Linked DNA regions of Mus musculus: regions 1 and 3 are each linked to region 2. A link is a contact called in public Hi-C and HiChIP or PLAC-seq data. All regions are on one chromosome and are shown on one strand. The core of a region is the stretch at or near the end of the contact, and the rest is flanking DNA. Distances in the headings are between cores, read along the strand shown. Region 1 overlaps Igf2bp2 (insulin-like growth factor 2 mRNA binding protein 2). Region 2 overlaps Senp2 (SUMO/sentrin specific peptidase 2). Region 3 overlaps Igf2bp2 (insulin-like growth factor 2 mRNA binding protein 2).

The links. A called contact is a pair of places that touch in the nucleus more often than the background predicts. HiChIP or PLAC-seq counts read pairs in DNA pulled down with a chosen protein or histone mark.
Region 1: a contact with region 2 is called in a Hi-C map of bone marrow-derived macrophages, with 38 read pairs. The contact joins two enhancer-like sites. A contact is called at or near these places in 3 of 39 promoter capture datasets (the C10 cell line, epiblast stem cells and neutrophils), 7 of 484 Hi-C or Micro-C datasets (the CH12 cell line, the P5424 cell line, Sertoli cells and 4 more), 6 of 115 datasets of contacts at active chromatin or transcription factors (bone marrow-derived macrophages, embryonic stem cells and microglia) and 4 of 9 other capture datasets (adipose tissue, bone marrow-derived macrophages, liver and 1 more).
Region 3: a contact with region 2 is called in an H3K4me3 HiChIP or PLAC-seq map of bone marrow-derived macrophages, with 2.6 times the contacts expected there. The contact joins two enhancer-like sites. A contact is called at or near these places in 1 of 39 promoter capture datasets (neutrophils), 2 of 484 Hi-C or Micro-C datasets (the C10 cell line and nephron progenitors), 2 of 115 datasets of contacts at active chromatin or transcription factors (bone marrow-derived macrophages and embryonic stem cells) and 3 of 9 other capture datasets (adipose tissue, liver and pancreatic islet).

The regions. Positions count from the first base shown.
Region 1 is chr16:22,117,971-22,121,053 of GRCm38.p6, forward strand. The region is part of intron 2 of Igf2bp2 (insulin-like growth factor 2 mRNA binding protein 2); the gene reads right to left. Among named protein-coding and RNA genes, the nearest start is that of Igf2bp2, 44 kb to the right of the region's middle. Within about 2 kb of position 1,736, at least 116 of the 459 cell types and tissues checked have an H3K27ac peak or open chromatin away from gene starts, as enhancers often do. A contact at or near this core is called in bone marrow-derived macrophages and microglia, where this site is marked.
Region 2 is chr16:22,026,056-22,028,869 of GRCm38.p6, forward strand. Senp2 (SUMO/sentrin specific peptidase 2) reads left to right here. Exons shown (of 17, transcript NM_029457.3): 7 at 584-684; 8 at 1,914-2,008; 9 at 2,486-2,537. Among named protein-coding and RNA genes, the nearest start is that of Senp2, 18 kb to the left of the region's middle. Within about 2 kb of position 1,341, at least 18 of the 459 cell types and tissues checked have an H3K27ac peak or open chromatin away from gene starts, as enhancers often do. A contact at or near this core is called in bone marrow-derived macrophages and microglia, where this site is marked.
Region 3 is chr16:22,096,073-22,099,138 of GRCm38.p6, forward strand. The region is part of intron 2 of Igf2bp2 (insulin-like growth factor 2 mRNA binding protein 2); the gene reads right to left. Among named protein-coding and RNA genes, the nearest start is that of Igf2bp2, 66 kb to the right of the region's middle. Within about 2 kb of position 1,734, at least 50 of the 459 cell types and tissues checked have an H3K27ac peak or open chromatin away from gene starts, as enhancers often do. A contact at or near this core is called in bone marrow-derived macrophages, where this site is marked.

The DNA of each region.
Region 1 (3,083 bases), core at 486-2,985, 92 kb after region 2:
CAATGCATGGTTTTGAGGTCAAATCTGAGCTTCTTGAGGCTCTGTCTCAAACAAACAAACAAACAAACAAACAAACAAAACCCCCCACAAACACCTTTTGGGAGGATGCATTAGACCCGCCCACCTTACAGAGAGTAAGTAGCAGGGTTTACTTAAAGCCTAACAATTAAAATACAGATCATAAGCAAGACAGGCTTTGCCAGACAACACAACTGTGTCACACCAAACATCCATGCATCTTCGCCTTTCCAGAAGGGTCACATGAAATTATCTAGTGAAACAAGTAATTGCCTAAGTTCTTCCCACCATGCACTCCGCTCCTAAATAAGACTACAGAGTAAGCAATCAGGAGGGGGTGGGTCTGGAGTTATCCCAAAGGAGGCGGCGCTCAAGCAGTAACAAGGGCCAGAGGCTAAGCTGTATTCACTGAGCAGCTCTGAGTGGCTTGTGGACACCCTGCTTGCTTCCCTTGAGACCTGCCCACTACATGAACCTAGGCTATCAGTCTTAAAGAAAAAAAAAAAAAAAATCCTATTGATCAAGCAATTGAAACAGACTGAAAAATGTAACATAGACAAGTTATTAGCAGGAAAAGCCTCAATCATTTAAATATCATCCTTGGTGTTTTGGCAGGCTTCTGTCTTCTCTCAATGTAGGGAGCTAAGAGAGGCCTCTAAGCGGTAAGGACTCTAAGCAGGGCCTCAGCTCCAGTGCCTGACTTACTGCACACCCCAGGGACAAAGTAGACTTTCAGAAAATGGAACAACCATGTGAGGTCTCCATTCACATCTGTAGCAACTTCTGCTGCTGGGTTCATAGCTAGGACCTGGTTATTTCATTCAGGTATATAAATACCTGTAACTCTTGAACAATTCAGATCTCAAGTATGTGGAGGGTGTGATCTCGGAGCACCCATAGTTCGCCAGGAGGTGGCTCTGTCTTGGGAGGTCTACAACACAGGCCCGGAAGTGGTTTTCTGCAGACCACGTTCACCATGATTCCCAGAAGGAAGATCCCTAAAAATAGGTAGTGACCGCCTCTCCTGTGTGTCATTATGTTACGATAAAGCAGCTGACATGACAAGCCATTAGTCACAAGCCTTACTGACTCAGGTTCCAGCCTACACGAGGGGTGACCTGGGTTACAACTCACTGAGGGTTCTACTTGACAGGTCTCACAGTGCTACCCGGAGACGGTGTGGCTGTACTGGCAGGAACTATCTATGTATGTCTCCCCTCCCACCATGAGGTGTCTACTCTTTGGCTTCCGGATCACTTGAGTCCAATGATTTATTTCTTCCCCCTCCTTCCCCTTGCTAATTTTAAACTCAAGTCCAAATTAATATTTTTTTGAGAGATAGCGTCATGCTGAGCCCCTCCTACGACTTCTCATGACCGAGGAATCAACTGCAGCACAAAACATCTTGTGGCGGCCTCAGAATAGAAAGCACACTTAGAGAGTTTTAGTTTCTTTTTTTGGCCCAAAGCTGCCAAAGCAGTGATTTGCTCTAACTTCTGCTCTAAACACACACGCTTCCCCCATTTAGCTATCTATTTAGTGATACAAGGGATACACACAAAATAAAATTGAGACACATATTCTTTGGACCGGTAAGCTCAAGTTTACGTGGCAGCAGTGGGAGAGGGGCTTGCTGTGGACACCAGTGAGAAGCAGCGAGCGCAGGTCAGCAGAGGAGCAGGCGAGGCATGGTGAGGCGAGGCGCGGCGAGGCGTGAGCACGTGAGCATGGCGAGGCGCACAGGCCCCCTCCCTGCTCGGGCTCTGACCACTCGCTTCCTTCCTGTTCTCTCTGCCCTCTTGTCAGTGTCCTAGATGCTGATGTATGATATGATGCACCATGCCCTCCTCACTGTGGGTGCCTGAAGGATAGGGACCCATGGAGAAGATGCTTCCAAAAGCAAGGAAGCATGGAGCAGGGCTGGGAGACTGGGGAAGCTGAGCCACGCTTCCCACAGTCGGGGCTTCAACAACAAGTTCACGGCCAGATCCTGATTTCACCCTTAACTTAAACTTGTTGACTATAGAAGTCCTGTGGAACCCGAGAACAGAAAACATGCTGGTTCTAGATTTCTAGACAGATGAGACTACAATGGTAACAGATCTCTTGGGTGAAATTCCTGTCCATCAGGAAGTGACGCTGTGAGCCTAAATGCAGACTATTCCTAAAGGCAGGCTCTTTGTAAGGAGCAACCGTAATGGGTACAGATACATGAGCTTCAGTTCTGTAAAAACATCACCTGCTTGCTCCACTTCTTCCCCCAAACCAAAGGCAGAGACACATGGAGAAAATGTGCATTTTGGGGGCTGGAGAGATGACTCAGCGGTTAAGAGCACCAACTTCTCTTCCAGAAGTCCTGAGTTCAATTCCCAGCAATCACATGGTGGCTCACAGCCATCTGTAATGGGATCTGATGCCTTCTTCTGGTGTGTCTGAAAAGAGTAAGAGTGTACTCATTTACATAAAATAAATAAATCTTAAAAGGAAGGAAGGAAGGAAGGAAGGAAGGAAGGAAGGAAGGAAGGAAGAAAGATGCAGGAAGGAAGGAAGAAAGATGCAGGCAAGGAAAGGAAAGGAAAGGAAAGGAAAGGAAAGGAAAGGAAAGGAAAGGAAAGGAAAGGAAAGGAAAGGAAAGGAAGATGCAGTTTCTTATAGTTGGGTAACGAACTTACTGTCCACAGCTGTTGACCACTGCAATGGGGCCCACATTTTCAGCTACTATCAAATAGGAGCTCTTATCAAGTGCAATTTAAATAGCAATAAACATCAAAATAATTCGTCTGTGTGGCTAATCAGATCTGCTCTGCCACTGTTCTCCTTTTATCTACTGATGGCTCCTCTTCTCCCATCAGACAGTCCTCTCTTTCACACTCTCTCTCTCTCTCTCTCTCTCTCTCACACACACACACACACTCTTATTCCTCTCCCCTTTCTTGTCCCTGGCTCTCCCCTCCAGTTAGACCCTTCTCTCTCCTTACACAGTCCCCCTTCCATGACCTTCCTATATTTTAGAGTCTAGCGTAGACATAGGAGAGAAAACCCCTGGTCTTTGTCTTTCTGAGCCC
Region 2 (2,814 bases), core at 91-2,590:
TCTAAAGAGCTCAGGATTTGGTTTTTTTTCTTTTTCTCTTTTGTTTTTTGAGACAGGGTTTCTCTATGTAGCCCCTAGCTGTCTTGGAACTCATTTTGTAGACTAGGCTGGCCTCGAACTCAGAAATCCGCCTGCCTCTGCCTCCCGAGTGCTGGGATTAAAGGCGTGTGCTACCACGCCTGGCAGGATTTGGGATTTTTTTTATTATTATTTATATTATTATTATTATTTATTTATTTATTTATTTATTTATTTATTTATTTATATGAACACACTGTAGCTGTCTTCAGACACACCAGAAGAGGGCATCAGATCCCATTACAGATGGTTGTGAGCCACCATGTGGTTGCTGGGATTTGAACTCAGGGCCTCTGGAAGAGCAGTCAGTGCTCTTAACCACTGAGCCATCTCCCCAGCCCTGGGATTTTTAAAGAAGTATAAAACTAGAATTTGACTAAAGCAACTCTAAGAGCAATGTGCTCCAAGTGAAGTCTGTCTGTGGCTACCTCTCCCCGGCTAGTGTCTACTTAGATCTGAGGCTAAGTTTCTGTGCTACTACTCACCTCGCGTACTTTATATTCAGGGTGTCCAAAAGGATGAAAGAGAAAAGTATCGAAAGTTATTGGAGCGACTTAAAGAAGGTGCTCATGGAAGCACGTTCCCTCCCACGGTTTCACACCACAGGTAAGAGAAATTGCTTTGTGAGACTTTTTCCTTAGTACAGATCCATTTTTTTGGTTTTAGAGCGGTGATGGTGTGAAGAGAACTGCGGTGTAGTTTGTCTGACACTGTACACAGTGCTTAGACAACGTCTGATATTACACAGTGGCTACAGAATGGGATTTTCTGTTAGTTTTACAGTCCTTTGCCCACATGAATTCTTTTTTCTTTCTTTCTTTTTTTTTTTTTTTTTGTTTGTTTGTTTTTTGTATTTTGAGAAAGAGTTTCTCTGTGTGTAGTCTTGACTGTCCTGGAACTCACTCTGTAGACCAGGCTGGCCTCAAACTCACAGTGATCTGCCTGCGTCTGCTTCCTGAATTCTGCTGGGATTGAAGGTGTACACCACCACTGCCTGGCTGGGTTTGTTTATTTGTTTGTTTTGATTTTTTGTTTTGTTTTGTTTTGTTGTTTTTCAAGACAAGATCTCACTATCTAGCATAGGCTAGCTTGGAATTTATAGTTCTCTACCTCCACTTCCCACTTGCTGGGATTATATTCATTTGATACCACATCTAACTCACATGAACTCTTACTCATGTAGCAAAAGGAAATCCCCTCCCAGACTTGTCAACACAAATACTTCCCACAACGTCTGTCTGTCTGTCTGCCTGCCTGCCTTTGTCCTGGTTCCTTCCTGCTGCCCAGCTTTTCCTTCCCTTTTTTGCTTCCTTCTTTACCCTGTCACAGTCTTTGTATTTCATTTTCCTTGCCTTACACACACACACACACACACACACACACACACACACACACACACACACACACACACAATCTCTGAGGCATCTGGTGATTGCACTTTAGCATCTTCTGCTTAGAAACAAGATTAAAGTCAACTAGTCATAAGGACTTTGCTTCTGACATTGCAGATAAGTGAGGGTGGAGAGGAAGTGATGTCTGATCTGGAGAGGTGGGCAGGAATGTGCAGGTCCAGAGTGTCAGCTCATCTTGTAACTTAGCACGTGATTGCAAAGACGCAGAGTCTCATAAGTATGGAACTAGCAAGTTGAGTCACAGCATTGTCTAGCTTATTGAATGCAGAAAGAATGAATTGTTATCTGGGAATTTTAACTTTAGCCGTTACGTATCGTAGGTTTTGTTGTTCTCCTGCTATGGGTTGGGATGGGAATACTTGTACTCTAAGGTCTGTCTCCCCTTGTATGTGATCTTATCTTCCTCACTGTTGTCTTTCTAAGTTCTCAGAGAATTCAGATGGACACATTAAAGACCAAAGGCTGGGTGGAGGAGCAGAATCATGGCGTCAGAACAACCCATTTTGTTCCAAAACAGTGTGAGTTCCACATTTAGCTCTTTCTTAAGACACTGCCCATAGTTTATGTGAGAGCACGCTACTGAAATATGGTATACCAGGCCATAAAATATTGTCAGGCTTCAAGACATTGGCTAGCACTTATCTAGTACCTGAAGTTTTATTTTAAAAAAGAAAACTGTTTTGAGATTAAGTTGATTGTTGAAATGCCTGTATAGTATTGTATTTTGTGAGATTAAAATTGATTTACTTCCTTATATTTCTCCAATAACTGTTCACTGAATGACTTTAGCTTATGGAATGAACTGGTATCAGTTGTGCTCAGGATTTAAGGAAGAAAAAGTTACATGTACTTTAGGTGCTTCTTTGTGAGGCCCCCAGTGCTTTTTAACTCACATTAGCATCGATGCAGACAAATGTGCTGGTCCTTGCAATCTGTGGATTGAAATGCCAGCCTGTGATTGGTTAGTAAAGGATCTTTTCTTTCCATCCCCACAGATAGAGTTGTTGAAACAAGAGGACCTCTCTGTTCAATGAGAAGTGAAAAGAGGTACATGGCTCATTTAATTCTAAGATTTCATTTAGAATTAAGTTTTCTCACTTTGCAAATTACATTTACAAATAACCATGAGGAACTGTGAGTCTCCTCGGTATGGTAGCTAGTCAGCACTCAGGAATAAGCGAATAGTTCTTAAGTTGGGCCCTTCCCAGATGTCTCTCATCCCTCAGTTATAAGGGCTTGTGGGCAAGTAGGTGCTTCTTAAGAGCATGGGTCTCCAGTGGCCACTGTCTTGAGCATAGGAATGATGAATGAAGGCTGTCCTGCT
Region 3 (3,066 bases), core at 484-2,983, 70 kb after region 2:
CTGCTACAGACCCAAATTGAATCTGTATGGTAAGTAACCTTTAATCTTTATAAACTTAGCTGCATCAGGTATCTATTATAGCAATGAAAAGAGCATGTTGATTGATTGATTGATTGATTGATTGATTTATTTATTTATTTATTTATTTATTTATTTATTTATTTATTTTAGGTTTTTTGAGACAGGTTTTCTCTGTGTAGCCCTGGCTGTCCTGGAACTCACTCTGTGACCAGGCTGGCCTCGAACTCAGAAATCCGCCTGCCTCTGCCTCCCAAGTGCTGGGATTATAGGCGTGCGCCACCACTGCCCGGCTTGATTTTTTTTTTTAATTAGCTTCTAGAGCTCAAGTTACACAATTTGAATGCATAAAAATCTCCTGAGACTGAACAGCTCCAGACTGCCTGGTATGATCAAGGCCTTGGGATCAGTCTCCTAGCACCAAGACAAATATAGGGATTTAAATTCACCTTTAAAAAACAAAAAAAATCAGGGGATGGGGGGCTTTTGAGATAGCATTTGAAATGTAAATGAAGAAAATACCTAATTAAAAAAAAATCCCAGAGAATCTTTTTGAAAAATAGATGAGCAGACTATGGTAAGACAGAATAAAAATTGCTTTAAAAACAACAACAACTGAATTTGTTTTCTCCAAATTTCAAATATATCTACTGCCTTTAAACTGAGGAACATTAATTAGGGGTAACTTCCTAGATAAAAATGTGATTTATAACCAATTCGGAGGATTTTGTCAAGAACATTTTCTCAGACATGTGAAGGGCCTCACCTGCCTAGCACAGCCACACAGTACACTGACAATGGCTGCCCCTTATAGAAGGGCACACCTCTACAGAGTTACTAAAGTGTATGAGCACATGGTGTGTTAAAGTTAAATCAGAAAACCAGGCCTGAAGAGACATGAAGCTGGGGCAAGGGGGCAGCACCCTCACAAGGCTCCCATAAAATGGACACCTAGGGCCGGGCATGGTGGCACACACCTTTAATCCCAGCACTTGGGAGGTAGAGGCAGGAGGATTTCTGAGTTCGAGGCCAGCCTGGTCTACAGAGCGAGTTCCAGGACAGCCAGGGCTACACAGAGAAATCCTGTCACAAAAAACCAAAAAAAAAAAAAAAGAGCACCTAACATACAGGTGACAACCCAACCTAACAGACAGAGAGCTCCCAACCTCCCCACACACACCTCCCCCCCCACACACACCCCCAACCCCAGAAAGCCACTCTGTTGACTCTCAAACTGCTTTCCACTTGTCCAGGCCTTCAGTCACCTGAACCAGTCTGCTCTCAGCCTCTCTGGCCTCCACCACACTCACAGCTGCAGCTCAACCCTGCTCTGCAGCCTGCTCTGCCTCACGGGCAGCCATCTTAGCACTCCAGCCCAGGCGCTTTTCTCTGCTCCCACAATGATGACTTTGGGATTCCCATCTCAGGCATCTGAGAAGACGCTTGAGCTCCAGTAGCTTGAACCCCTTTGCAGCCATTCCAAAAGGAAGACACAGGTGTATTTACTGTGTGTCGCTTGATCCGAGAGCGAATGTCTAAGTAATCAAGAAAACCCTTCCTCTCCTCAGCCAGGGCCATCACAAGATGTAGGCAAATCAAATCAATGTCAATGATTTATTAGTATTCGAAAAATTCCATCTGTGTGCACCCACTAACAGGAAGTTGTACACAGGAAGTCAACACCTGATCCAACACTGGTGATTCATTTCCCCTTTCATCAAAGCTGTGCCGTGAGGCAGTGAGCTGAGAGGCAGGCAGCTAGACAAGACGATTCCAAACTGCAGTCAGAGCAAGCCTGCTGCAAAGAGAAGGCGGGGCAGAGGGCCAGCACAGGCCTCCTGTGGTTCAGGCTACAGATGGATCACAAAAACCCCAAACATCTCAATGAGCCTTACTCGAATTAGAATTTTAACAAACAGGGCAAACAGCCGAACTTAAGAGAAGTTTTAGAAATCCTTATCCAGCGCCAGTTATAAATTATCATCTGGGAGCCGAGAAGGATGAAGGATGAAATGTAGAAGCCTGCTGTGCAGAACTGCAGAAAAAAATATCAAGCAAAGCTTCCCAGGGAGCAGCTGCCAATCAAGGAGAGGGAGAACCCAAGGGCGAGTCCCACAAGCAAAACCAGAGGTGACTCAGGCCCAGGGAGGCCTGCACCTGGAAAAGGACACCATACTTAGTGGACACTGAAACCCACCAGAGTCCTACGGCGCAGCCCCTGGGTTGAGCTTCAGACAGAGAGGGTGAGCAGGAACAGGGTTCCATGCTCAATCTGCAGCGTAGCCTCTGCTGGGGCAGGCAGAGCTCCACACCCCAGCCTCTGCCTTCAGGGAACTAAGTCCACAGACTAGGAAGCTGGGTCACCAGACCAACACAAGTCTGAATCTTCCCAGCAGCTAGCCATGAAACGAAGTTTAACGATGGGCAGTATCAATGAGTTTTGGAGACTACCATGCCCAATTACCCCTGCCATTGAGTCTTCCCAGTAGAAATTCCAGACATAGGGCAAAGACAAAATCTCTTACTACACCATTCTTTTTTTTTTTTTTTAAGATTTATTTATTTATTATATGTAAGTACACTGTAGCTATCTTCAGACACTCCAGAAGAGGGCGTCAGATCTCATTACGGGTGGTTGTGAGCCACCATGTGGTTGCTGGGATTTGAACTCAGGACCTTCAGAAGAATAGTCAGTGCTTTTAACCGCTGAGTCATCTCTCCAGCTCAAAATGTAGACTGCTAGGATAGCTTTTTTGTTTGCTTATTTGTTTTGTTGTTTTGTTTTGTTTTTTGAGACAGGGTTTCTCTGTGTAGCCCTGGCTGTCCTGGAACTCACTATGTAGACCAGGTTGGCCTTGAACTCAGAAATCTGCCTGCCTCTGCCTTCCAAGTGCTGGGATTAAAGGCGTGGGCCATCACGCCCAGCACTTACTACACCATTCTTGACCCACAGAATCTGTACATATACAGAGTTTATATTTGAGCTAATTTGGGCTTGCTATGCAACCATAGATTCTACAAGTAGATATAGACTATTTTAAGGCAATG